Linked DNA regions of Mus musculus: region 2 is linked to region 1. The links are chromatin contacts, called in public Hi-C maps. All regions are on one chromosome and are shown on one strand. The core of a region is the stretch at or near the end of the contact, and the rest is flanking DNA. Distances in the headings are between cores, read along the strand shown. Region 1 has its middle 18 kb from the start of Gm35853. Region 2 holds the start of Krt6a (keratin 6A).

Region 1 (6,503 bases), core at 885-3,384:
TCCAGGAGAGGGAGTTCCATGAATTTAGGGTACATGGCCCCTCTCCCCATTTTTCTCCCATTTCACCAGCTGGGCAGTGTACTTAACAAAGCTCAGAGGGAGAGGTCTACCTTTGTCTGCTAATGGGGTTTGGTCAGCCTGCTTCTACTGCTTCTAAGCTGTGTGGCTTAGGCCCTTTCTCTGCCTGGCCTTCAGATTCTCTCTTAAGATGAGCAGGCAGGGTACACTCATGGTTCTGGGATGTCACCCCTCGAAGGAGGGCTGTGCCCTAGAGTTAAGGTGAGGTTGCCCAGTTAAGGTGAGGTGGCCTTGCTCATTTATAGAGGGAGATGGACCAATGAGGGTAGTACTGGCTATCTTGTGGTCCGTTTACTTCAGAGGACAGATGAAGAGGTGCTGGGCATGCCATCATGCCTGTCAGAGCATTAGGGGAGGGTCTCCGACAAGTCATTTGGGACCTGGTGTGTTGGGAGTGTTGTGACTGATATAAAGCCTCCAGGGGGTGGCCTTGAAGCCCCATAGACCTTGTGACTGGCTTGATGGCTCTGTGGCTCTGTGTCAGCACATGAACCATGGTCCTTTTCCTCTTGACACAGGACAAAGAACTCCTTTCCTCTGCCATAGGCCATAGGGTATTGGGAGGATATGTGCTTGGACCCCAGAGCTTTGCTTCAACAGAGCTATGGTCTTAGCATATGCAGCTTGTGCAAACAGGGAGGGGGTGAGCAGGCCGTAGAGTCCTCAGGAGAACCCTATGCTCCCCAAGTCTCACACCAAGGCCACAATGTATCCTAGGCTCCCCAAGTCTCACGCCAAGGCCACAATGTATCAAAGTAAAGCCTTTTGTGGCCTAGGGATTAAATGATCCCTAAGCTGTCTAGTTTGCACTCCTTGTCTGTGACCAAGAGGAAGTGGAGGCAGCAGGAATGCTAGAATCCAGCCAGGTCCTGTCCCAACAGGCACCAGAGGGTTGGGCTTCATGGGCTCTAAGCACAGCGGTAGCTAAGCAGCCTCAATAAACAGTGGAAACACACAAGTGCCCCCAGTGTGTGCGTGCTCCTGGTCACGTGTATACCTAGGTTGAGGCCACAGTGTTTCAAATCATAGATAGGGACCATTCTTGTCCCTTTCCAATCCTGTCACAAACAGGCCTGGGATGTGTTCTGTCAGTCACAGAACATTTGTGCTGTACCTGGCCAACCACACACATTATCCTCTTCAGTCCCTATAGCCCTGGATGCAGGTAACCTTAGTACCCATTTTCAAAGATGGGGAAACTGAGACTCTGAAAGTTGTACAAGCCCAAGGGCAAGGGCAAGGGCAAAATCAGGCTTCAAATTTAGTTCCGTCTCACTGTGGAATCATTTCAGCACTTTTGGGATGTGTGCATGTGAGCAGTGACCAGGGTATGTGCACACATTTGCAGAGATGGTTGCTATGCTGGTGGCCGGTGTCTGTAGGATGCCTCCATTAAGATGTATACACTTATATGACCCATAAAGCCCAAATGCATATGTTTGTGTATGCGTGTGTATACATGTGTGCAATGCATGTCTATATTCACTAGTGCAAATGTGTGATGTGTGTGTACTGTGCCATGTGGTTCTCTCAACCTCCCTGTCAGCCCATGTGCCTTCTCTCCCTTCTTGGCTCTGGACACAAGTGGAATACCTTAATATGTTTCATGGAAGGACTATCAGGCTGGTGCCACATGGGTTTGTGACAGCCTTGTAGACGGCACAGGAGCCTTCGGGAGTCCACAGCTTGGGCAAGAAATGCCAGATGTGAAGAAGAAAGGGGGTTTCTCAACCTCCAACCAGGGACAGAGATCTGTAATAGACTCCATTAAGGAGCCCTGAACCTGGCCCCTTTATTTCTCTCTTAGGGTTCAACCTCAGAACTTGGGACAATTCTCCTATGACCCTACAGGGGGCCCAGAGTCAGGGCACCTGTGGCTCTCAGCACAGATCTCTGCCAGGCAATCCACCTCTGTACTGGAGGCAGTGGAGGGGAGAAGGGAACCCCAAATGGTGCTAAGCCTCTTCTGTGGCTCACATAAGTAGGGTGTTGTCCCAGTCCCTAAGGTAAGGGCTCACTGTTCAGTGTGCTGGTATAGATGTGACAATGGACAGCAGGGGGCGCTCGGAGCCTGCAGATTGTAGATAGAGCCACAAAGGAAGGCAGGTGAAAGGAGGGTAGGACTGGCTCTGTGCTGTGTGTGTTTGTGTTGTGTGTGTGTGTGTGTGTGTGCTGTGTATGTGTGTGTGAGAGAAAGAGAGAGAAAGACAGAGACAGAGAGAGACACAGAGAGAGAGACAAAGGGACACAGATGTGTGCGTGTGTGCGTGTGTGTGTGTGTGTGTGTGTGTGTATGTGTGTGAGAGAGAAACAGAGAGAGACAGAGAGAAAAAGGGGGAGGGGAGGGAGAGGGGGAGGGGGAAGAGGGAGGAAGAGAGAGACACAGATGTGTGTGCACGTGTGTGTATGTGTTGTGTGTGTGTGTGTGTGTGTGTGTGTGTGAAAGACAGACAGAGAGACAGAGACAGAGAGACAGAGACTGAGTGACTTCTCTGTGTCTTAGCTGTGCTGACCCTAAAGTCTGGGAGTTGGGGTGTTTGTACCTTGGCTCTGTTTGCTTTCCTTTGGGCAGAAATTAAGTGGCTACTGTGACAGCCATCAGACTCAGATATCTTAGCAGACACCCTGAAAGCTTAAAAAAAAAATGGAAGCAAGCCAGCAGAGGAGGGGTGATCTTTTATTTCTGAGCAGAGGCTCTGGCAAGGGACCTGGAGACATCACCCACATTCCTCCTAGGACAGCTGTGTAACCCTTGCCCTTTCCCCTGCAGATCCAGAGTCGGATACCTTGTCAGAATGTCATATAGCCTTTGATATTCAGCCGTGCTTTCTCTAGTCCCATGCCTTCAAGTCCAGAAAGCACCACAGGTTCTCCCTGCTCGAGCCTGCCTCCTTCAGTTCTAGGGTGACTTTCTGGGCTTCCTAATCCCCAGAGAGTGACAGGTGTTCCCCTTTCTCTTTTGTGTCTTAGCCAACCCCCCATTAGCTCTCTGTGGGAAATCCCAAGTGTGGTTTCTCCTTTAAAATGCTTTTTTATCAGCACACATTAATCATACATAACGATGGGTTTCATCACATTTTCACACATGTATTGATTTTGATTATATTTTTCTTCTCAGGTAGCTTCCCTTCCACTTCCAGATCACCTCCCCTTTTATGAGCCAGGGTTTCACTGTGTAGCCTCGGTTGGCCTGGAACTAGCTATCTAGACCAGGCTGGTCTCAACACAAAGATTGCCTCTGCCTCCCTAGTGCTGAGATGGAGGGCATGTGACATCACATCCAGGTTTATGACGGGATCTTGAGGGGCCTAATCCTATGCTGTCTCTGTGCAGGTAGCCAGTCACAGCTGGTGTGAGTTCATAAGCACAGCAGCCACGTCACGCCAGGAAGTCAGCACCTCACCCCAATTCCCCAACTTCCCCAGGCTCTTACGTTCCTTCTACTTCTTCCCCCCCCCCAAGATGTTCCCTGGGCTTCGGAAGGATGTTCCCTGGGGTCTGGATGATACAGACGTCCCATTTATGCATGGGTATCCGATGGTCATTTCTTCTCTCTGTTCTTGACCAGGCATCAATCTTCACAACTATGGCTGATCATTGCAAAAAGAAGCTTCTCTGACTAGAGTGGACAGGAGCAGTATTCTCTGGGCACAGATGTAGTTATTTAGATGGCCATTCTTGGGCACACCATGTCCATTTAGCAAACCAACAGCAATGGTTTCTCTACTAGAGTCTATGACTTCTTTGGCCACAGGCTTCTGACTGAGTTTTCGGTACCAGATGTAAATTCTCTCATGTGGAGTGGGCACCAGGTCCGATCTAGCACGGCCCCTTATTTTGTCTGGATACCAACCAAAGCACAAGAAAGAGATCAGCATGATCCCTTATTTTGTCTAAAGCAAAAGAAAGGGATCCAGGGAACAGGGGCAGTGGAGTTGCAGACAGTTGGGTGGTTTCTTGGAATGGGGTGTCCATGGGGGGTGGTGGTGATGTTACTCTAGACCTGATGCTGAGGAAGCAGATGAGCAGGGGAAGGGTTTCATGTGAGTTATACCACCGCAGCCACTGGGCGCTGTGGCAGCCATTCAGTGGATGGTGTTGGGGAGGAAACAGCGCAGGAAGGAAAGGGGCATCGGTCCTGAGTGACTCTCAGAACTGAGGTCTAAAATTGGAGCCAAGTATATGTAGGTCTGAGGCTGGCATTTAGCACTTCCAAAGACATCCCTAGCTGCTTTCTTTCTGCCTCTTTCCTGGAGGCTCCAGAGATGTGTTGGTTTTGCCTCTGCCAGGAGAGGGCAGTGGTGGCCGCTGTGCTGGTTGTCTGGGCTGGTCAACCTTTTTCTACTGGGGAGCAGCCTGGGTGACTGTGCCAGAAGGAAAGAGGAGGGGCTGGGTCATTTCTCTGGCCCTCACTTTCTCCAAATCTATCTCTGAGAATGAACAGGTAGGTTTAATCACTCCAAAGGACAGGCTACTGAGGCCTGATAGAAAGCCCATCTCATCTCCACTGGGGATTTGGGAAAGCTGGTAAGGGCTTGTGTTGGCTGTTAGCAGCATTATTAAGCAACTATTCTGTGCCAGGCACCATGCTAAATTCTTTTCTCATGCATCATATTAAAAAAAAGATTTATTTTTATTTTATGTATGTGGGTGTCTTGCCTGCACGTATTTCTGTGCATCACGGAAGCCAGAGGGTGTTTCATATTTCCCTAGAAATGGAGTTAAAGATAGCTTGTGAGCCACCTTGTGGGTGGCTCCAACCTGGGTGGGAATCCAACCTGGCTCTTTTGCTAAGATCAGCAGAGAGTGTTCTTAATCGCCACACCATCTCTCCAGCCCCCTTGCCTTGATTTGTAAAAGCTTTACAACAAATTAACAATGTAAGTATAGTTCAGCTCTCGGAGAATGCCCCAACCACTCCCCTGCCCCCATCCAGTGCCAGGACACACTCATCTCAGGTACTATGGGTGCAGCCCCTTTGGGAGGGGTGTGTTGTCCTGGGAACTCAGATAACTGACAGCTCAAGGTGCCAACTGATAGGCTGAAGACACCATACCTGGCACACTGGATGTTTTAAGCTTAAGAAGATTAGATATTGATGCCTGACATTTGGGAAGGGGTTTTGTGAAGGACCCTTTCCTGCTGTATAGCCTGTAACTGGGCACTGCGGTGGCAATGGGTCAAAACAAACAGCTTACCAATCAGCCTCATCTTCCCCTTGCTCCCTGCTCCCATAGGTCTCTGGGGGACTCATAAGCCCCCCAGGATGTCCTCTGTCATTCTGGTGTGTCAGCATGATTCCTAGAATAGCTGAAGGCCCCAACAAACAACCCAGATGGATGATAGGGGGATCTTTAGCTCCACTCCCCCCCAACCCCCGTCCCCCGCCCCTGGGCCTGTGTCAGAGACTTCATCTTCAGTGTCCTTACAACTCTGGAACGTGACTAGCCTGAGGCCCCACAAGGCAACCTTGATAGAGAGAACCTGGCACAACGGGGGCAGAGTAAGGGACATGCATGGATCCTGGCACTGCTCCGGGATCGAGTCCTTGAAGACGAAGACCCGCTTCCGCTTTCTCCGCCTCACTAAACATGCTCCGTGATGGTGCTCTCTGCATTTCTCAGCAGCTATGGCCCCTTGCTATCACCATCTATCTGCTTGCTCCTTCCACCAGAATTTGCCACGTGCCAACAGCATGCTAGACTCCCAGTAGACACCAGGCTGCAGTCTGTGCTCTTGGGCTGTATCCTGGTGAGCATTTAAGAGGCCTCCACATATTACAGAAGCTCATAGTTTTTCTTGTTCATCTCCAGGAACCCTGCTGGGGGCTGGGCAATCTGGGCTGAGCAAGGTCACTCTCTCCATCTTCCCTGTTACCTCTAATGCTCTTTTAACTTGGCTTCCCCTCTTCCGGGAACCCCCAGCGACAGACTTCGCACTGCACTGCAGCCTCCAACTCGATGGGGTGTCAGTCCAGGCATCTCTGGTTTGTCTCTTTCTGTTTCTGTGTGTGTGGGCATCTCCTTCAGCAGGGGTAGGGCTCCCCAAACTTAAGGACATGCTTTGTGTGTGTGTGTTTCCCTTAGATTTGAACTTGCCAGGAGAAGTGGCACGAGGGAAGGCAGTCTCAATAAACCTCAGCCTGCAGGGTCTGCCTGGGTTCTAGATGAGGGCTCAGGCAGACACTTCTTTTGGAGCTTATAGGGGTATCAATTTCCAGGCGTAAAGCATGGGCTCTGAGCTGAGGACTCAACTTGTGGTGCCTGTCCAGCTCCACCCACCTTTTATGACTTAGTCCACCCTTCCACTCGCACGACTATACCCTTATATGTATAGGTACTGTTTTTTTGCTCCAGGGCTTAAGAGTCTCAACATGCAGTTGAGACTGCTGGTCTTCCTATGGGGTTGCTCTTTTCAGCTTCTTC
Region 2 (6,075 bases), core at 1,124-3,623, 350 kb after region 1:
TCTAGTTTCTCAAGAGGATCATTGTTCAGAGTACAGCTCAAGCAAAGAGCATGGACCCCATTTATGGCAACTTTGCATCTACCTCTGTGTTCTTTTGCTCTTCGAATAAAACATTATTCTATGGTACATGTGCATAGTGCATTTTCTGGGACAACATCCCTATTTCTTTTAGTGGGCCTCCAATACTGAACTCAGAGACTCATGGAGTTCAGGGTGGACCCCAGGCATCCCCATCAGCCTCCACCCCAATACTCACTTTAGTCTGGTACCAGGACTCAGCTTCAGCCCGACTTCTCTGAGCAATGTCCTCATACTGGGCCTTGACCTCAGCGATGATGCTGTCCAGGTCCAGGCTACGGTTGTTGTCCATGGAGAGGACCACAGATGTGTCTGAGATGTGAGTTTGCATCTGAGACAGTTCCTGCAGGACAGAAAGAGCCATGGTCATCTTTGTCTTTGAGAACTGCAGAGGTCAAACACTTTGCCCAGGGGGAAAAAAATAAAGGGAGTGGTGAATGGAAAGGAGAAGAGAAGACAAGGGGGGCTTACTGCTTCATAGAGAGCTCTCAAGAAGTTGATATCATCTGTTAGACTGTCTGCCTTGGCTTGCAGTTCAACTTTGTTCATGTAGGCAGCATCTACATCCTGAGAAAACCATCAAGAACATGGAATCAGGTTACCTCTCTTCCCCAGACCGTTCACTTCTTTCCCTGTAACCACCATTTCTCTGGAATGACGCAGATATACAAGGCCTTTTATGTCATTCCGCAGAGAAACCCATCCTTGTGGTTAGTCAACTCACCTTCTTCAGGGTCACGAATTCATTCTCTGCTGCTGTGCGCTTGTTGATTTCATCTTCATATCTACAAGAGGAAAGGTGCACTATATTGGAGCCACGGGGTGGATGGTATCAATGGCAGCCTCTGTCCCAGATGTGACCAAGCTTTCTTACATCATGGAGCCCTTGTTTAGATTTGGGCTTCCATTTTTATAAAGTCCGGAGACTGGATTCTCCCTTCTTTGTAACTCACTTGCTCTTGTAGTCCTCCACTGTGTCCTGCATGTTCCTCAGCTCTGAGTCCAGGCGACCCCTCTCTCCAATGATGCTGTCCAGCTGTCTGCGGAGGTTGCTGATGTACTGCTCAAACATAGGCTCCAGGTTCTGCCTCACGGTCTTGGTGCCCTGCTCTTGCAGCAGGGCCCACTTGGTGTCCAGGACCTTGTTCTGCTGCTCCAGGAACCGCACCTGGTGGGGGCGGGGGGGGGGCAAGTATGAGGGGGAGAAGTTTGGGTTTCATCCTTCTATGAACACTTCACTAGTGTGTGTACCCTCTCAGGCTGTCTGACTAAACTCATTCAGTGTAGTTAGACCCTGACCCTGGGTCTGAGGGAAACAGTCCAGACTGAAGCACCCAATGCCACCTCTCTAAGGAGGGCAGAGAACTCATGTAGGGCACTGGCAGGTTAGCCATGGCTTGATGAAGTGTGCTGCAGCTTAGTGAGGCTGGCATGCCTCCCAACTGCACTATACATAGTTATAATCTTCCATTTCCCTACAAGCCTGTTTTGTGAGTCTTTAAGTCATCTCAGTCCACTGGGACCAGACACCCTTATAGGGCAACCTCTGGAGGAGAGGAACGCTGACCCTGATTTCCAGATGCCAGTCTAACTGAAGAGGAACACAAACCAGGACAGAGCATCAACTAGCAACACAGGCAGTATCAGAGCTGAGACTGAAGCCTCTTCCCTCCACCTCTGTTCAGCATTCCCTGTAGACACACAGGCTGCTCTAGGGAGGACCATGTCTCACCTTGTCGATGAAGGAGGCAAACTTGTTGTTGAGGGTCTTGATCTGCTCCCTCTCCTCAGTCCTGACCCGCTGGATGGTGGGGTCAATTTGCAGGTTCAGGGGTGTGAGGAGGCTCTGGTTGATGGTGACCTCTTGGATGCCTCCAGGTGGGCACACCGGGAAGCCAGCTCCCCCATAGCCACCACCAAAGCCAGCTCCACCACCGAAGCCAAAGCCACTACCAGCTCCACCTCCAATGCCGAAGCTTCCTCCAAATCGGCTGCCATAGCCTCCTCCAATGCCACAGCTGCCCCCTCCGATGGAGATCCTCTTGGAGCTCCCCACACCATAGAGGCTCCTGCTGCCAAAGCCAGCTCCTCCACACATTGCACTGGAGCCACCGCTGCCCCGGGAGCGGCACACGGACACACTGCTGAAGCCAGAGCGGTTGAGCCCAGGCACTCTGGCTGAGCTGGCACTGTAGCCACGGTGGCTGGTTTGACTTTTGATGGTGGTTTTGGTAGACATGGTTCCTGGAGATGAGAAGGCTGGGAAGTAGAGAAACGGCAGGGCAGAGCTGAAGAGATGAGTGTGTTGAGCTCTGGGCAGCCGCTTATATATGGTACAGATGGGCTGGGTTGGGTCCTGATGGTGAGCTTGCAGAGTGGGTAGGGCAGGGCTTTACAAATAATGAGATCACCCCCAAGTTCTAGAAAGGTATGATACATGAAGATTGCTTTTGGATTCCTTTAGTCACGGAGCAAATTCTCCTGCCTTCCAGCCTTGACTTGATCTGAACACAATGAGCCAGGACGTAAATTCTCTTAAGTCATGAGTTAGTCATCTTCTCAAACAAAAGAGACAAGGAGCTGATCTGTGATAATTGTCCCTTCCTTCTGCCCATGTAGACACTCCCTGTGTGCCCCCTCACCACACAGGTTTTCCCTTCCACCTGCTCCTCCCTCCCCAGCCACTAAGTCTCTCCCTGAAGCCATACATGCATTTGCCTAACATCCCATTCTGGAAATTGCCTGCTGCATGGAACTAATTGTCTAGCGCTCAGCTGCCCTTCCAGATGGTTTGAGATGGCCAGGAGGGGCTCGATGCCTATATAACCCTCCCCTCTAAGGTCAGAGGAGAGCAGTTGATTTTTTTCCACTGTAAGACTAACATTGTCTGTGTCTGAAGTGTTCAGCTTCACTTGACTCTTCCCTGAGGACAGAGGCAGACAGCACCTGACCTCCGCAGGTGCTCTGCCCCAGCCGGCGCCTCCCTCCTCGCTGTTTGCTTTCCCATCAGTCTGATTCTTGAGTAAAGTAGTCATTCCACATTCTCATTCACAGACACTGTCCTCTGTTACAATGTTTCCTTATGCCATCCTTATTCCACAGTTACATTCATAGGCACCCTCCTCTGGTGCGTTAAGATGTTTCCTTGGCACTTAAACCTTAGAACCCCAAATAATCAGGACCACAGGTTCCCAGGCTTTTTTGTAACTATTTTTTTAACCATCGATTTGGACACTTCTTAGGGATCAGGAATCTGAAAATGTTAGTAGGATGTGCAGAGAAAGTCGAGGGGCCTGGAGGCCAGCAATGAATCACTGAGATGTGCCCTTACAGGTGTGGTGATTTCATAAGTCAGATAGCAATTTATTTTTCTAGTCTCGCTTCTTGAAAAGCCAAATTTCAAAGGAAAGCTTGCTTTCCAGGGGAGTGAGATTCACTTTTTCCAGTCTACATGTTAGGAACCATGCGTGAAGGAAACAGAACAATTCTAGGCGTGTTGTTCCCTGAGAAGATGTAGCTGGAGACGCTGCTGTGGGAGGAAAGGCTAACTCCCACACTGAGCAGTACCTGTGTAAGGTCCTGTTTTGAATTCAATTGCAGTTCTCAGACACACTGGGATCCAGCATCCAGGAAGGTAGGAAGCTCCCTACCCCTCAAAGGTGCTAACTCAGCGTCTGACAGGAGAGAGATACCTTCCTCAGACAACGGAAACAGCTGCCCTCCCTCCACCCTGTTGCACAATTCTTCACCAAGAATGTGCTTCCACCCAGTTCTGGGAAACAAGTGCCCTCGTGGTTTGGAGCTCCGATTCTCTACTCTCCCGAGTTAGGGGCCCTGGGTGTGGCAGGGCTGCAAGGTGAGGAAGCCAGTTGATGAAGCACGTGGCATCCCCCTTTCCTAGTGTGTGGCTATTTCAGTGTCTCTAACTGCTCCACACCATGGCAACCAAGACTAATATGCAAAGCCAAGAGAATTCCCTATACATTTTCCTTCAAGGAAATCCTTTGCCAACCCTGGTACAGAGCTTGAGCCCCGGGGTCAGACAGAGCAGGTTCTCCTGTGCTCATATGCAAACTGCTGGACCAACCATTTGTGCTTACTCTTACGTCCATACACAAGATGGGAAATTGGACAGTGTTGTGAAGCTGAGATGAGAAAGTTCCTTCCCATGAGGGTCTTGGAATGGTATCTGACACAGACGTTCTCAGTGAGGATAAGCTATTATCACCATTAAAAGGGAGCTTGAAGAAGTCTGATTTGTAGAAATCCACGAGAAGTTTCAGGAACTAGAACACAGGTACAGCATATATGTGTGTGGGGGTGGGGTTGGGGGTGGGGCTTGGAGGACAGTGGGAGAAACAAAGTCATTATTGCAAGTTTGTCCCATATTTAGCGAGAACCTGGATGTCCCTGCACTCACCATCGATGCAGCTGACAGGTCACCCACCCTACTGCCTGCAGAAGCTGTGTTGTGTGGTCAGAGAACTTGGGTGTGGCACAGCCCCAATAGGCTACAGTCCCTCCTTTGGAGCCAAGATACCTGCTTATCCTCTGCTGGGTCTCTGTCTCTTCGGGTGTGGGGGGACACGCTGCCACTAACCTGGCAACGACATCACTTTGTATTTTTTATGGTGGTACCCTCAAATAACTTGTGTCCTTTAGTTGCATCAGGAACCTTACTTTTAGTCCCTGAGCCTGTCGAAGTTTGGTTTAACTCCAGCCTTATATCTGACCACAGGCTTGGCATATACTCCAAATAGCACTGGAAGTATAAAGTGTCGTTTGATTTCCAGACACAGTCTTTCCTGTTGGTCGATGGATAAGGCATATTCTAATGTAAAATCCCATTGGTGGGGCAAGTGTTTGAGTGGTTCCCTTAAACTGGCTGTATGATGTCTCTAGTGGTAAGCTAATTAGAATAAGGTAATTTGTTTAAAACATTTAAGTCAAATCTCCTTGGTCAACTGGTAGGGAGCTCTCTGAGAACCAGTTCCAGTGACCTTATCTGAGAGGCTCTTGGGCAATGGTGAGGGCTTTAAGACTGAGAGGAGGCTCCAGGAGGAGACACATGCATGAGTGCGTGCATACTTACACATGTGTGCACACACCAGGAGCTCCGTTTCTGATTATTCTCAGCCCCACAAGCCTTCAAGGATAAGCTCACACTTGGCTCTTTTGCCCTTCATGCTCTCATTGTCTGACAGGACTGGGCTGTTTCTCTCTCTTCCTAGACTCCAGTCTTAACCCCTTCCTTAAGCAAACAAAGAACAAAAAACCAGGTGCTCACTATGTAGCCTTGGCTGATCTAAAGCTATGTAGACCAGGCTGGCCTAGATCTCTCCATGTAGACCAGGCTAGCCTTGGACTCACAATGCTGGTCTTAAAGGCCTGTGCCAACACACCTGATTTCACCCCCTCCCTGCTTTATTAGCCACGGGGCTTCTAAGCAATAGGGACTCCTGAATGGATAAAGACTTGCCTGAGCTCTCCCTGGTGGCCCTGAGTCATGCCCCACAGTGTCACCCCAAGCAGTTCTGTTTCCCAGAGGAGCCAGGTGAGGACCTTTCCTAATAAGATGAGAACAAAGGGTGATAGTTCAGGCAAATATGTGGGGGAGAAGCATTGGCATGAGTAACTCAGCGGCAGATGCCTCCTCCCTGGCAAGCTGCTGAAGCCAGCCTCTTTTCTGTGCTGAAAGAGAGTCCAGCCCGCAGCTGCCTCTGGTGGCCATGGAATGTAGAATGCCCTGTTCTTGGCCAGAGGGTAGCCTGCACTGCTCACTTTGTTCCCAGCACGAAGGTGGGTACAAGGGAGGTGTTGGAGCCTAGGCTCAGGGAAAGTCGCCTCAAGATGATTTGCCTTGTCTTTCAGCCTCCCTGGGTGGAGCCCGTTGACGATCATGGAAAGCTTAAGAGTAAGCACATAATCCCACAAACCACAGGGCAGATGATGCTGTTCCCAGGGAATCCCACAGCCGATCCTTCAGGAGTATCCAAG

The links. Hi-C and Micro-C count contacts between places; a contact is called where the count stands out from the background.
Region 2: a Hi-C map of cortical neurons shows a contact between it and region 1, with 5 times the contacts expected there. The contact joins the promoter of Krt6a here to the enhancer-like site in region 1. A contact is called at or near these places in 16 of 39 promoter capture datasets (3T3-L1-derived adipocytes, the C10 cell line, the HPC-7 cell line and 9 more), 2 of 15 datasets of contacts at CTCF or cohesin (CD8 T cells and stem cell-derived epiblast-like cells), 29 of 484 Hi-C or Micro-C datasets (LSK cells, Sertoli cells, adipose-derived mesenchymal stem cells and 15 more), 1 of 115 datasets of contacts at active chromatin or transcription factors (embryonic stem cells) and 2 of 9 other capture datasets (embryonic stem cells and liver).

Annotation. Positions count from the first base shown.
Region 1 is chr15:101,337,602-101,344,104 of GRCm38.p6, forward strand. No RefSeq gene overlaps it. Among named protein-coding and RNA genes, the nearest start is that of Gm35853, 18 kb to the right of the region's middle. Within about 2 kb of position 2,135, at least 46 of the 459 cell types and tissues checked have an H3K27ac peak or open chromatin away from gene starts, as enhancers often do. A contact at or near this core is called in cortical neurons, epidermal suprabasal cells and uterus, where this site is marked.
Region 2 is chr15:101,691,932-101,698,006 of GRCm38.p6, forward strand. Krt6a (keratin 6A) reads right to left here and starts at 2,374. Exons shown (of 9, transcript NM_008476.3): 1 at 1,811-2,374; 2 at 1,032-1,246; 3 at 803-863; 4 at 550-645; 5 at 257-421. The coding sequence starts at 2,317. Gm49428 (a long non-coding RNA gene) reads left to right here. Exons shown (of 2, transcript XR_003951488.1): 2 at 1-126.